Linked DNA regions of Danio rerio: region 2 is linked to region 1. The links are chromatin contacts, called in public HiChIP or PLAC-seq maps. All regions are on one chromosome and are shown on one strand. Each heading gives the region's core, a stretch centred on a gene start, on an enhancer-like site or on the middle of the called end of the contact. The rest is flanking DNA. Distances are from core to core; before and after follow the strand shown. Region 1 holds the start of nptna (neuroplastin a). Region 2 holds the start of pim3 (Pim-3 proto-oncogene, serine/threonine kinase).

Evidence for each region. HiChIP or PLAC-seq counts read pairs in DNA pulled down with a chosen protein or histone mark.
Region 2: a contact with region 1 is called in an H3K4me3 HiChIP or PLAC-seq map of gastrula embryo, with 2.8 times the contacts expected there. The contact joins the promoter of pim3 here to the promoter of nptna in region 1. A contact is called at or near these places in 2 of 4 datasets of contacts at active chromatin or transcription factors (embryo and gastrula embryo).

The regions. Positions count from the first base shown.
Region 1 is chr25:31,741,486-31,744,264 of GRCz12tu, reverse strand. nptna (neuroplastin a) reads left to right here and starts at 1,290. Exons shown (of 8, transcript NM_001160156.2): 1 at 1,290-1,590. The coding sequence starts at 1,518.
Region 2 is chr25:32,050,214-32,053,386 of GRCz12tu, reverse strand. It overlaps pim3 (Pim-3 proto-oncogene, serine/threonine kinase), which reads right to left and starts at 1,696. Exons shown (of 6, transcript NM_001034978.2): 1 at 1,245-1,696; 2 at 893-1,002; 3 at 749-799; 4 at 302-665. The coding sequence starts at 1,332.

The DNA of each region.
Region 1 (2,779 bases), core at 41-2,540:
ATTTTAAAGTAATGTAACATAGCCTCATAAGTGTAAACAATTTGTCTAGTTTTAAGATCAGTAAGAGAACAAACTTAGATAAGAAAAGAAACATTTTTTCCATCGTGAACTGAACAAATGTCAATTCCACCACATCTCGATATACAGCTTTTATTTCAAAATGAAATGAATTATGGCAGTCAAACATTGTCCAAGATCATTTTTGTATCTAGTTTAACCTATCTTTCCCCAATATATGTAATAATAATTATACATTCGACAATGAAATTAATTAGTTGTATGCTGAATTGTACACCTGTCATACTCTAAAATTTAATATAAATTTCGTTGAGAGCTTATTAGAAAATAAATAAACTGAATTTGTATATTAGCCTGAACTTGTACATTGTGAATACACTTTTAATGTGTGATGAGAACTTTTTATTATTTTCTAAAAATGTGTGATGGAAATGACATTTCAACAGTTTATTATGAAAAAATGAAAAATAGCTTCACCGATTAGCTTTGAATTGATACTAGCCTTTTATGTCTACAAAACACTCTTATTTACCTTAATTTTGTTTGGTTTAAAAAAAATCTTTGAAGGTACAACATGTTCGTAAATTCGTAAATGCAGAATAAGTGTATTTTCTTATAAAGCAATATTTACCTTGATTTTTCTTCAAGTGTTGTTGATAATATTTTTGAAGATCTTGTAGATGTGCTCAGATCTACTCATTTTCATAGATTTTATTTGCATTGTTGAAGTTTAAAACAGTGATTTTGACACCTGAAAGGAGGTTGAATAACATGAAAAAAAAAACATATTAGAAAGGTAGTAATTTTTTAAAAGTAGATTTTATTGTTAGTTTGACAAAGAAAGAGGAATTTGAACAAAATTATATATATTTTTGGATATATGATCAAAGGACATAAAAGTGCCCGTAGTTGAAGAATTACCCTTACATGTGATGCTATTTAGGCTAGTTAATGTTTAGCTTTAGTTTACGACAATAATGTAAATTTATGTGCTTGTTTTGTGTCCGTGAATAACAATTGACGGGCCAGCTTCGCAGTCTGAAAAAAAAACTGTAACAATTAGTCACGAATCTTGTTTTCTTGCGACAAGCTTCTATTTAATATAACTTAGTAGGATATTTAAGCAAACGAGTCCATTTTCTCCACGAAACTCCTACACGTATTTCAAATTCACCTGAGGATTGCGTCCACCTTTCCGGCATGTAGGCAGGAGTGCGCGTGTGTGTGTGTGCTATCGCGGGATTAAGAGTACAGCGCCACAGTCTTTACAAGCCTCGTTTTAAACCGGATGTAAGCGTAGCGGCGGCATCCACTTACCGTGTTCGCTATTGCTAGGCGACGGGCTTTTTTGCGTGACCCGATTCGAGCTCCATCCAGGGTCGCTCGTCATTGTAGCAGCTTCCGCTCCACTCCCATCCTCCTCGGCAGCACCTCTTCTCTTCTCCCTCTCCTCCGCATCCCTCACACACATATTCCGGGTCCACGGACGACCTAGAAAAATGTCTTTCGCCGGGAATCCATTGGTGATATTAGTCGGAGTCTTGATGCTGCATTCGGGCTCCGCTCAAAACGGTAAGGTGTTTTTAAGAGCAAAAATGTTTCACGGTTAAATGGGGTTGCGGAGGCTTCTTTAATTAGGGTATGTTTGCGGCACGTGCAGGTAATTTGCCCCAACCGCACAGGATAAACTCAGCAGCTCTCAACGTTGCTTTTGGAAATGCCCAAAACTAAACGAGCAGTCATACTGCGAAAGGTGACATTTATGTGAATTAAATATTTAACAAATGTCCTTGCTGCTTTAAATGTCAAAGCGCATTGCAATTCCGCCTTGAAATTGCAATTTGTCACACTGAAGCGGCCGTCCTGCTTCAAATGCTCACAAATAGGTTACATTTTAATATTTGGCGGCTTGTCCCACAGGGAGCGTCTATTTGTGGCTGTGATTATGGATTTTTTTTTTTAGAGAGGAATCTTTGGATGTGCTTAGATGGGTCATCAGCTGCTTGTCACCAGCCCAGACCTACTTGATCACACCGGAAAGCAAATTGTGTGTTTCGCAACTGTGCTTGATTATTTGACAGGAATTCGCACTTTTTCTTTCGACGCAAACTGACGCATCCTTGCGCGCTTTAAACGAGAAACAACGCTACAATTGCAGAACCCGCTTTGAACAGCGTTCCTCCGCAGCGCCGTAAATAGCAGCAGTCCTTTCTGCTGCATGTTTCTATTTATAGAGCCGATGCAGCAGCGGTGTGCATGGCGTTAATGTCCTCCCCGTGCGCGCGGACCCGTTAAAGTCTTAACGGAGGAGCACCGCGGTGCATTATGACGTCACGGATGCGCTCAGTTAATGAGCGGTAACACAAACGAGCGCGTCCGATTTCACCGCTTGATCTTCGACTGCATTACTGCCGTTTAAATGGCATGCATTTTATTAGGCCACTATACACACATCTGATATTATTGCTAACTAGAGCCAGACAGAATCCGCGGACATTTTTTTGCTATTTCTGTGGAGAATTTTGTAAAAATCTTCTGATTTATGCTAAATAATTTTGGAAGTATCATAACTAAAAACCTAATATATGAAATAAAAAACAATATTTAAAATAAAATGTAATGTTTACAATGCAAATCCATCTAAATTTACTTATTTGGTAAACTAAACAAGTCTATCATTCAATATATTTAGACAATATTACTTTTTAATTAACATTTTCATTAATTCATTTTCTTTTCGGCTTATTCCCTTTATTAATCT
Region 2 (3,173 bases), core at 447-2,946, 310 kb before region 1:
TACCATTTATCACAGATTTATACACGCGCATAAGCAAATCTCTCTAAAGTTTCCAGTCGAATAATAATAAATTGTTTATCTTGACAGGTTTAAGTTTTTTTTCCCCGAAGGTATCTTCTTCGTAACAGATTAAACCACCGATGCTGTTTTTAATGTTTGATGCACTTAAAAATCAAAATTGTAAGTAAAATTACTTAAACCATGAATTGACAGTTTTTCCAAAACATTAAGCTCAGCGCGGCAGGTGCACACGCAACGTTAAGCCGTAGCAAAGCAGGATGGGTAAAAGTGAAGGACGCACCATCAAAGTCTGTGTACACGGTGTCCTTCAGGATGGCCCCGGAGCCGAAGTCAATGAGCTTCAGGTCCCCCGTGCGTAAATCCACCAGGAGGTTTTCGTCTTTGATATCTCGGTGAACCACCCCGCAGCTGTAGCAGTGGCGAACCGCCTCCAAAACCTGTCTGAAGAAGCCCCGGGCGGTGTCTTCATCCAGCGCGCCTTTCTCCGTGATGTAGTCGAATAAATCCTTCACCATCTCCGGCCGCTCCATTATAATCAACCATCCGTCGGGTCTCTCATACCAATCTATGAGTTTAATGACCCCCTGAAACGTGCTTCCCACTTTCTTCAACAAAACAATCTCGAGTGGAATCAGCGACCCGTTCTGGAATACAAATAAAACCGCACTGGTTAGAAATAAATCGTTTATACTGTTAATATTAATAAAGAGTATGATAGTTTACTTACAATAGTACCCCATTCGGTCACTCTCTCCTTGGCGACGTGTTTTATTGCAACCTACAGACAAAAAGAGAAAAACGCGCATATGAATATGTGATCGTGGCGCCAAACGCGGCCATGTGCTGCCACCAAAACAAAGCGAGCGCTTACCGGCAACGCGTCTGAGATACGAGTACCGGCGTACACTGTACCAAACCCACCGCTTCCCAGCACCGAACCCACATGGTAAACCTTCTCAAATGGCTCCCTTTCGGTCTTGGCTGTGGAATGAAGAAGGGGAATAAACAGTGTTAATGTAATAACGTGACATAAATCCGAGTGTGTATAACGCGCGGTTGGCAACAAAATGGCTCCACGCTCAGGTCACAGACAGGCGCGTGCCGATTAAAGAGGCTAAATTTGTCGCTTATAGAATATTAGTAGTAAACATTGAATTTAAAATAAGATGTTATGTGAGAAAAGGCAAATAACTAGCGCGATGAATCTAAAAAACGATATCTACCTGCTTGGAGTTGAATTTTCACCGGTAAGTGGTCGATGTTGGTCGTGTTACAAATATGGGAAAAGGATCCAAACTTGGAGAGTAACATCTTCTGTTGTCTTCTCCAAAAAAAATCCGAGTCCTTAAAGATGCGTAACTGCTTCGCACCGGAAAACACCGGCACCCCGTCCTTCAACGAGAAGACAGAATTCCCTTCAAAAAATGTATTCAGGAGTGGGACTCCGTCCGAAAATCCCACGGATGATCGCAAACGGATTCCGAATCCTCGTTTACAAAGGTGTCAAACTCCAGTAATTATTCACAAATGTCCCCGCGCACCCATAGTGAGAGAGAACTGCACACGTTTGCGCTTTTGAGCCCGGTCGGTGCGCTCGGTTCATGTGTCTGTGTGTGAGAGAGCGCGGAGACCGTATTAACTCTTAATTCTCGTGTTTGGGCGCTGGAAGCTTTGCACAAATCCCTCCGCGACGGAAAGCCTCACTACAATCAAATCACAAACAAATGCATTTATTAAAAATAAATTAATGGTTATATGAGAAATAAAACACAGATGGGTAAAATATGGGAAGATACCGTAAATGTATCAGCAACGGTCAGCAATGATAAATAGTGCGTTTGGAGAATAGTGCGAGACGCCCATGGATATCTCGTCTGAGAGCTTTGCACTTTGGCTATATAACAAGACCAACCACGTTGCACAGTTTATATAATTGTACGGTGACTAATTAGAGTAATATTGCCGGGTTGGGCTTGTATAATTGTAATAAGGATAACAATAACACTTTATTTAATAACTAAGCATAATTGAATTTATATTTTAAAAAAAATATTATAACAAATATTTGAAATATTACACGTTTCCTGTGTAAAGCCTTTTTGAATCATTTTATAATTTAAATGAATAATTATTGTAAAGGTATTTTATTTTAATTGAACTGCTTTTGTTATTTTAGTGTAATTATATTTATTATTTATTTTATTATTGTACTTTCCCATATTATGCCATTGGTGTAAAATGTTTAGTGTAATATTAATGTATAGTTATTAATGCATTCTCTATATAATAATAAAACATTATAAAGATTTATTTCTTATGTAATGATAAATATCTAATATTTAATATTATTTCATTAAGTGAAATATAATAGATACATCACACATACATACACACACACACACACACACACACACACACACACACACACACATATATATATATATATATATATATATATATATATATATATATATATATATATATATATATATATATACATACACACACACACACACACACATACACAACAGTTCTGTCTGGTTCTCAAATCTGATTGGCTGAAAGCCGTGCGATATTCTGCAATATCAGAACTCCTACAGCCTCTTTACAGTTTGTGTATTACTCCACACACATACAGCCAGCAAAAAGCATACACTACAGATCTAAAGTTTAAAAGATGCTTTTAACTGTTTTAACAGCTGTTTAACTGTCAGCCCATGATTTGAATCCAAAGGCGGAAGAAAGTAGTTCCTCATACAAAAGGGGTTTTGAGACTCTCCATGTTTGATTTTTTTTTTTATATACACAATTATGCCGTCAAACTGTTGTATAAACGCAATAACACAATCATAGCAGTGCGATATGGCTGTATATCGCCATTGGTGGGTACACGTACGCCTCCCACCAGTGCCGATATACAGCCATATCGCACTGCTACGAGTGTGATATTGCTCATATATATATATATATATATATATATATATATATATATATATATATATATATATATATATATATATATATATATATATATATATATATATATATTTATAAAAATTCTTATGTTATGATAAATATCTAATATTTAATATTATTTATTAATTAAGTGAAATATAATATATACATATATATATGATATATATATAACATAT